2 separate regions of the Mus musculus genome follow, and region 1 is linked to region 2. The links are chromatin contacts, called in public HiChIP or PLAC-seq maps. All regions are on one chromosome and are shown on one strand. The core of a region is the stretch at or near the end of the contact, and the rest is flanking DNA. Distances in the headings are between cores, read along the strand shown. Region 1 holds the start of Pdia6 (protein disulfide isomerase associated 6). Region 2 has its middle 40 kb from the start of 2410004P03Rik.

Region 1 (4,115 bases), core at 1,562-4,061, 220 kb after region 2:
ACCAGGGTCTTCACTGAAGCAGAACCCAAGGAACACAGCACTATCACTATAATGTGCCTTTGTCTCCTTGGCCTCTGTGTGGGCTGTGTGCTCCCTGGCAGGGGCTGTGCCTCCATCAGGACCTGGCATAGTTAGGCTGTGCCTTAGGGTTTTGTTTGTTTGTTTGTTGTTGTTTTTCCTATTCTGATAAAACACTGACCAAAAGCAACTTGTAAGGAAAAGGTTCATTTGGGTTACTAGTTACAGCCCATCCTCAAGCGACACAAAGGCAGGAAGCCGAAAACAGGAACTGAAGCAGAGAGCACAAAGGAACTCTGCCTCCTGGCTTGCTTCCTTGCTCCTGTTGTCACCTTTCTTATACAACCTAGGACCGCCTGCCCAGGGAAGGCTGATCCCTCCTCCATGTATTAGCAGTTAAAAAGGAAAAAGAGGTGCTTGCACAGACATACCCACTGGCCACACTGATAGAAGCAAATTTTTAATTGAGATCCCCTCTTCCCAGGTAACTCTAGCTGACGTTGAGCTGACAAAAGCTGACCAGCATAGACTGTTAATATCCTCTTTGCTTTTAATGAAAGGGAATGGTTCCTGCTTATCCTGGTACACATTTGCAAGCCAGTCTCCGTGTACAGTAGGCTTCATGGAAAGGTCCACGTTTGCCTTACTCTGCGACAGATTAGATGGGGACCTCATGAGTCATGAAATGGACCAGAACTATTACCACTATCAGGACTGGTTTTGAGTTAGGACTATGGTGTTGTTCACATAGCAGGCCTAAAGAGGTAGAGTCAGCTGGTAGCTTCAGAATGCACGCCCCTTTTTGACACGTTGTGGCAGCTTGATGGTTCATGTGAGGAGGAGGAGGCTGGGTTAAGGAATAAGAAATGAGGGGATCCCCTGCAGGTGATCAGAATTAAATTCCTACGTCTGGATGAAAACAGGATTTCATTCCCAGTCCTTATCCGTCAAGGGAAAGGATCTCACTGGAATTCCATTTTCTACAGCTGCATATTTCAGGGGGAAACACAGAAAGCTGAGGAAAGCCTCAGAAAAACAAGTAGCATTTCACCTCAGGGCCTTCCAGGAGAACACACCGCCCAACTATGTCTCTCTGCAGACCTCACACACCTCTGCTCTGACTCCACACATAGCTCTGTGATCACTGGCACCTTCCTGCAAAGGTGGAGCTAACCAAGGTTCCAGAGGGACTTCCTGTCCCAAAATAAGCAGTGTGCCTGCTGTGGACAGGAAAGCTTGCCAATGGCTTACAAGAGTCAGCCTTGTGGTTCTGGTGCTCCTTGGAGCCTCATTTGCCTGCCAGTCTCTCCAAAGGCACTCCTAGGGCTCCACCTTCCAACAGGGCACCACTTCTCCTGGAGCCCTTTGCCCAAGAGAGCTCTGGCCAGGGTCAGCGTTGTTTTGTCATTCAGTAAAAAGAAGCTATTATTGTTGTTAAAATTTTTATTAGCATTTAAAAAATTTAGACAGGATCTCATGTAGTCCAGGCTGGCCACAAACTGACTGTGTCGCCAAAGCTGGCCTTGAACCCCTAATTCTCTTGCTTCCTTTTCTTTAGCGCTGGCACTACAGGTGTGTTACTGTCTTAGTTGGGGTTACTGTAGCTGTGATGAAACACCATGACCAAAGCAACTTGGGGAGGAAAGGGTTTGGTTTATCCTTCCATGTTGATTATTCAAGAAAGTCAGGGCAGGAAGGCAAACAGGATGGGAACCCGGAGGCAGGAGCTGAAGTAGAGGCCACGGAGAGATGTGGCTTACTGACGCGCTGCTCAGGACTTACCCTCAACCTGCTTTCTTATAGAACCTAGGACCGCAAGTCCGGGGACCGCACCACTCACAATGGGCTGGGCCCTTTCAATCACTAATTGAGAAAATGTCCTACTGTTGGATCTTATAGAAGCTTTTTTTTTTGTTGTTTTTGAGGTTTCCTCTAGCTTGAGTCAAGTTGCCATAAAACTAGCCACCATAGTCACCATGCTGTGTTTCTGTGGTGCTAGGGATCCTAGCCAGGGCTTCACGCATGTTACTCAAGCACACCAACAGAAAGGCATCCCCTGCCATTATTTTTCTATTGTGTCTCACTCTGTTAGCCTTAAACACCTTTGTAAATATTGCAAAGCAATACATTTTAGCCCTCACCCCCAGAGCCAAGAACGATAAACCCCGCAGTTTATACTCTGAGGGTCTAGGGGCACATGAGTGAACAAGGCTTTGCAATCAATTTAACAAAATAAAGTTTGGAATGATACTATATACAGAATAAGTTTGGCAAATGGTTTTCACTGAATGCTGAGTCCGCGAACAAAAGAATAAATAAGGTCCCAAACACACTGAAGTCTTAGGACTATTCTCCCGACATAAAGGGACAGTTCAAGGAATGAGAGCTGGAAGGGGCCACGAGAGAGGCAAAGAGGAAAAAGAATGAAAGCCAGGAAGAAATGAGGACCCCTTAGTCCTGGGTTTTTTGTTTTGTTTCAGTTAACTCAGAAAAAAATTAGGGGAACAAGGGGTACCCCGCAGGAACAGGGCCGGAGGTCCCCTGACCCCGCCCCTTCATTCCCCGCCCATCCTCGCCCTGCCCCGCCCCGCTCCGCTACTCCGCTCGCCCCCACCCCCGAGGAAAAAAAAACAAACCGGTAACCTCTACCCGGCCGCTTTCAATTGGCCACGCACATGAGCGAAGTCCACAGAGACCAATGAAAGGCGGCCACGGCGTGGCGAGCCCTTCCGGCCCGCCTCCGCGCGCCGGCGCACCGCCCGCTAGAAGCCGAGGGCGGGACGTGGGCGCGGCAGAGCCGAGGCAGCGGCGGCACGGACAGAATGCGGGTGATCGGCATGGCTCGCCTGGTGCTCGGTAAGCGCGGGCCTGTGGTGGGAAGCCGGTCGGAGGCAGCCTGAAGGGCCGGGGCCGCGAAGCAGGGCCGAGTGGAGGGACGAGTTGCCGGGCCTGCCTGGGGACTTCGCGGCGAGCTGGGTGGGAGAGGCCAGGTCGGGCCCACTACGGGAGGCCCCGGGGAGTCGGAGACTTGCAGCCTCTGCTCCCCACGAGTGCGGTCCGCCTCCGGTCCAGCTCAGCCTTCACTTTTATAGGCAGATAGCAGAGGCCTGTCCCGAAGGTGTCTTAGAAGTGGGCAGTGCCCACTGACCAAGGCCTCACAACTCCTGAGCACTTAAAATGCCTTTGGTCGTCCACCCAGGTGTCCGGGAATGATGTTTAGCGACTCGTGGGCGAATCTGAGGGGCCCTCATCTCCCGGCTGTCCTTGTAAATGGGCCTATAGTTTTTGACATTAGTTAACTCAGCTGATCCTGGCTAGAAAGTAGGAGAGGGAGGTGGATCCCTACACCACTTCTCCCTCCATTTACTAGTTGAGACCCGGAGCATATTTTCTCACTGCTCTGCCAGCTTTTTTCAACCGTGTTCGCCCCATGAGCTATAGTACATATTTAAAGAGAGTAAGCAAGAAAAATACTACTTTCTGGGTTACTGTAGAGAGCAGATGAGAGGGAAAGATTTAATCTTTGGTTTTCCAGTGAGTGCCTGTGAAAAAGTGATTCTATCAATTAACTCATTATTTTAATAAGGTAGTCAGCCTTTTTTTTGGCTACCCTGCTGCCAGCGGCTGCCAGGCAGAAATGTTACTGGTGTGAATTTATAACACCCTTAACTGCTACAGAGATTGAATGGGAAGCCACAGATGGCAAAACCATCTGCACGCATAGATTGTGGACCCTGGGAGTTCTTTTTTTCCCGGTGGTGCTCATTATCACTGTGTAGAGTGGCCATGTGAATTTTAGAAGCAGGATTTGATGGGTCAGCATTGACCTATTCAGCCATAGTAAACCACCACCACCACCCCGGGTGGGGGTGGGGCTGTTGCTTGGAGAGCAAGTGCAAGGAACAGTGTATTTGATTCTTCCTAACCCTGTTAGATCATCTTAGAGCCATCAGTTGGTAGGCTGAGGCAGAACTGGGTGGTTCCACTTCTCTTGGCCATTAGGGCATCAGGGGAGCAACATGTTCTCTGCAGGCTCCCACAGGGATGGAGGCTCCATGCCTCAGGAAGGCATTCCTCTTCCATGGCTGATATAGTAA
Region 2 (4,343 bases), core at 822-3,321:
AGTCATTAAGTGTTAAAATTGTATTGCTTCACTGCCCCAAGCTGTGCTTACTTCATGTAAATTGAATGACGATAAGAGGTCCCATGGTGGCTTTATAAGTGGCCTGTCACCTCCCATGGAGAAGAAACTCTGTGGTCCACAAGACCTGCTGCACTTCAAATGTCCAAGATGACAAATGGACCATGCCTTCCTCCTTAATAATAGTGATCTATCTCTGCTGATGGCAGAGGAACAGGCTGGGGCTGTGCATCTGTCTGCCCTGCTGAAGACAGCTCCATAATGGGAGCAAGGGGCTCAAAGTGGTTCCAGGGACCCCTGAAGTCAGCATGAGCAAACAGCAGATCCCAGTTGGGCTATTTCTCCATGGGTCCCCAACAACCCAGCATCACCCCCGCCCCAGCTCTTTTTGTTCCTGGTGGTATGATCAGCAACACCTTCTTGTGAAGCTTCCTAGACTACGGGCTGTTCTTTTATTTGGGGCCCCTATGCTGGTGAGATGGCTCAGCTGATAAAGGTGCTTGCTGCTAAACCTGACAACTGGAGTTTGATCACTGGGATCCACATGGTGGAAGGAGAGAACTGACTCATCCATGTTATCCTCTGACTTCCACATGTTTGTTGTGGTCATGCGTGTACCCCACACAGGTCTATACATGTAGATACATAAATATATAACATAATTTGAATATTGTCCTTTGACATAGTTCTAGCCATCAGTGGAGCTATGGTTGCCTATGTGGGACACTTGCAAGATCTGGCACACTAGTGGTCTCTGGTGGAAGGAGTCAGGAATGTCACCTGAGATTCCAGCTCATGCTTTTTCTGTCCCCAACCCTGCTTGCATTTATTTGTACCCAGGCTGTTAGTACCAGGACATTCCAAACCTAGGTGCTAACAATGTGACCCATGACCTGTGTTGCCAAGCCAATGACCCTCATATCCCAGAACCCACTTGGCTCACCTCCCACCCTTACTTGTGTTACGCCACTTTCCATATAAATTAGGAGATCACCCCTCCTCACTCTCTTCTCTCCCCTTCCACTCACCCTGCTGCTCCTTTTGTCTCTCCCTCACAATAAACCTCTCTCACGTGGAACCCTCCTTGGCCTGGCGTGCTGTTTAGGTCTATCTGTGGTTATTATTAATCCATCACAGGCTGCTCATGGTCTTACAGGGTGCTAGAGGATATAGAGAGTCGAAGGGTGTGTGAGGGAGGGTGCTCCATCTCTGCAGCTCTGGGGAGGTCGTCCATCCTCCAGGCTGGGGGGAGAGATTTTGGTGACACACGTGTTCACCCACACTCCTGTAAAGAAGCACAACAAACTCATCCATCCACCCGCCAAGCTGGGTTTGGGTGGAATGATTCCTTGCTTGTTATCAGGATATGGGGTGCCATGTCTCCCCAGGGAAAGACATGCAACACTAATCCTTATCATTGCAGTCTCTCATGAACATAAGCTTCAGTGGCACTAAGGACATCCACAGTGTCACCTACTATCCCTACTGTCTGGACCCGAGGACTCTCCACCATTTTTCAACTTTAACTCTACACTCATTCCACAGTAAACCCCTCTGCTGGGGTCATCCATCTTTCTTTCTACCTCTGTGGACTTTCCTGCTTTCATGACGGCATGTAGCATCTGCTGGTACTTGCTTCACAAGCAGTTAGAGTTCTAACGACCATCATATCGCAGCATATATTAAGATTGTATTCTTTTTCAGACTGTGTGATATTTCGTGGTCTGGACATTCCACCAAGCTAGGTTTAGGGACACCAAGCAGCCATTGTTGGCTGATACCCCAGAGCAGGTGGAAGCTGAGGTCTTTGCTACAGAAGTGTCTCAGTAGCAGGTTTCATTGCTCTCTGTCCACTTTGACCCCTTTGTTGCCAGCCCAGGGCATGCTAAAAGAATCACAGAGCAAGGCTCTGGGCAACACAGGAAAGCAAAAGCAAGCTGGCCCTGTGCTGGAGAAATGCCAGGCAAGCGCTTGACGAGATGAGGAGAAGGCTGCTGTTATATACAGAGAAGCACCTAAGTCTGTTGCCATGGGGACCACGGAGGGGACAGCTCAGCTAATCAAGATCTCCAGTAGCATACGGGGCTGAGAATCACCCTGAGTGCTTGCTTCCCTCTGTGCACTTGAGCTTGGGGCTGAGTGACAGGCCACTTGTCATGGCTCTTGCCATGCAACCAGGTCTATGAAATCACTCAACATTGATCCTCAGAGGAACCCAAGTCCCCTTGTCTCGACAAATGAGGAAACCGAGGCTCAGGAAGCAGTGGATGGCCGGTGTCTCTTGGTTGTTGATTGCTGATTCTAGTTTTCTTGGCTCCTAGCTTCTTCCACCCTCATAGAATGGCACGTTCTATGTCTGAATTGACAAGTAACTGGGAAGGCCACCCCAATGAGGGGACATAGAGAGATAGCAATGACTGGTGTGTATGTGTACATGCATGTGTGTGTGTGTGCATGTTTGTGTGTGCATGCATGCATACATTGCATGAGTGTGTGTGCACATGTGTGTATGTATGTGTATGCATGAGCATGTGTGCATGTGTGTATGTGCATGTGTGCATGAACATATGTGCATGCATGTGTGTGCTTGAGTGTGAGTGGGTGTTCATGAGAGTATGTACAGACATGATCTTTCACTGGCCTGGAACTCACACATTCAGGTAGGCTAGCTGGCCAGTGAATCCCAGGGACCCACTTATCTCTGTCTTCCCAATGTCACCATGCATGGCTTCTTTACATGTGTTCTGGGGTTGAACTCAGGTCTGTGCTTATGTGATGAACACTTTATCAGCTGAGCTGTCTCCCCAGCACAGCGGCTGTAGTTTTGTAGACACATCACTAATGTTACACCTTTTTAGAATCCTCTTCTGTCTGCTTGGGGCTAAATCCAGAGGAGATAATCCAGAAGCTCACAGAGATCATTTCTGCCTGTGTTTCAGGCAGGGCTTTGATGCCTTCATGATAACTTCATGATAGCTGTTCTTCTGTGGATGCTGAGGTGTACATTCTTGAGAGGAGGGAGCATGGGCTGAATCTGTGAGTAGGGAAGGGGGAGCCTAGGGGCAAAACAGAGGTGGATGCTCCTCCCACCAGAGTCCTGGTTGGGGAAGGGTTGGCCTTGTACCCACTAAGCCTCTTGTACCTTCACAGGTGGATCCATGGGTGGAGGATGCTGGAGGGAGGGGTCACCTATCATATCTTCAGCAAAGGACTCATAGATGGGTCTCAAGAGATGTGGACAGGGCACTCTGTGGCTGTGGGCTACAGATGTCAGAGGGATACCCAGAAGTCAAGCAGGACTCCCTGCTCCTGTGACATAGCCTCTGCTCTTGGATGCTGAACCAGAGAATGCCCTTGGATGCTGGGCAGCCAGAGATCGCCTTTGGATGCTGCCCTTGGACACTGCCTTGGGATGCTAAGCCAGTTTCCCTGGCCACCAACAGTCACTCACCCTTAGGGCCACTTGGGGTTTTATCTGCACTGACCTTCCCAGGGAATGGGGAAGAGCTGGCACTGCTCAGAGCCAGCAGAACAGCCACAAGCATGAGCCTGTACAGAGCCCAAGAAGCACAAGGGACCTGCCACATCCGTGCGTGGGTGACCAGAGCCTTTCCTGCTCTGTATCTCCTGTGTTCTTCCTGCTTGAGGGAAGTGAGGAGGTGGGTTGAACAGTGGAGTGGCACTTGGCACCATCAGTGCCATGAAACTAGACTCCACTGTCTCCTTCCTCTGTCAGACTCAGCCCTGAAACTGCCTACAGGATTTTGGTGCAATAGCAAAAAAGTTGTTTAGTTTTTATTTTTCTCTTTCTGGACACAAACATGACTGTTCCCTGATGGATATGTTTCTACTGAGCACTGGCTTGTTCAGACTCTGAGTCCTGTACTAGCAACTTGTCTCACTGCAGTGACCAAAGTACCTGAAAAAAAGCAAAATACAGGAGGAAGAGGAGCAGAAGGCAGCTGGTCACAGTGTACCCATAGTCAGGAGAGGGAGGGAAGGGGGAGAGAGGGAGAGAGAGACAGACAGACAGACAGACAGACAGACATAGCCAGAGGGAGGAGGGAGGAAGAGACACAGAGAGACAGAGGGTGGAGGGAGGGAGGAAGGGAAAGAGAGAGATGAGACAGAGAGACAGGGAGGGAGAGGAAGAGAGACACAGAGACAGACAGGGGATGGGAGGCAGGGAGGGAGGAAGGGAGGAAAGGCCGGAGAGGGAGAGGGAGGGGGAGGGGAGGGGAGAGGGGAAGGGGGAGAGGGAGGGAAGGGGGAGGGGAGAGGGGGAGGGGGAGGGAGAGAGAGAATGAACAGGCAGCGGCATTGGA

Evidence for each region. HiChIP or PLAC-seq counts read pairs in DNA pulled down with a chosen protein or histone mark.
Region 1: an H3K4me3 HiChIP or PLAC-seq map of embryonic basal ganglia shows a contact between it and region 2, with 3 times the contacts expected there. The contact joins the promoter of Pdia6 here to the enhancer-like site in region 2. A contact is called at or near these places in 10 of 39 promoter capture datasets (the C10 cell line, the HPC-7 cell line, cranial neural crest and 6 more), 2 of 15 datasets of contacts at CTCF or cohesin (the NIH/3T3 cell line and large pre-B cells), 10 of 484 Hi-C or Micro-C datasets (the AML12 cell line, the G1E-ER4 cell line, bone marrow-derived dendritic cells and 4 more), 19 of 115 datasets of contacts at active chromatin or transcription factors (the 3134 cell line, bone marrow-derived dendritic cells, bone marrow-derived macrophages and 13 more) and 3 of 9 other capture datasets (adipose tissue, liver and pancreatic islet).

Annotation. Positions count from the first base shown.
Region 1 is chr12:17,263,778-17,267,892 of GRCm38.p6, forward strand. It overlaps Pdia6 (protein disulfide isomerase associated 6), which reads left to right and starts at 2,812. Exons shown (of 13, transcript NM_027959.4): 1 at 2,812-2,874. The coding sequence starts at 2,856.
Region 2 is chr12:17,049,235-17,053,577 of GRCm38.p6, forward strand. No RefSeq gene overlaps it. Among named protein-coding and RNA genes, the nearest start is that of 2410004P03Rik, 40 kb to the left of the region's middle. Within about 2 kb of position 2,072, at least 23 of the 459 cell types and tissues checked have an H3K27ac peak or open chromatin away from gene starts, as enhancers often do. A contact at or near this core is called in embryonic basal ganglia and pancreatic islet, where this site is marked.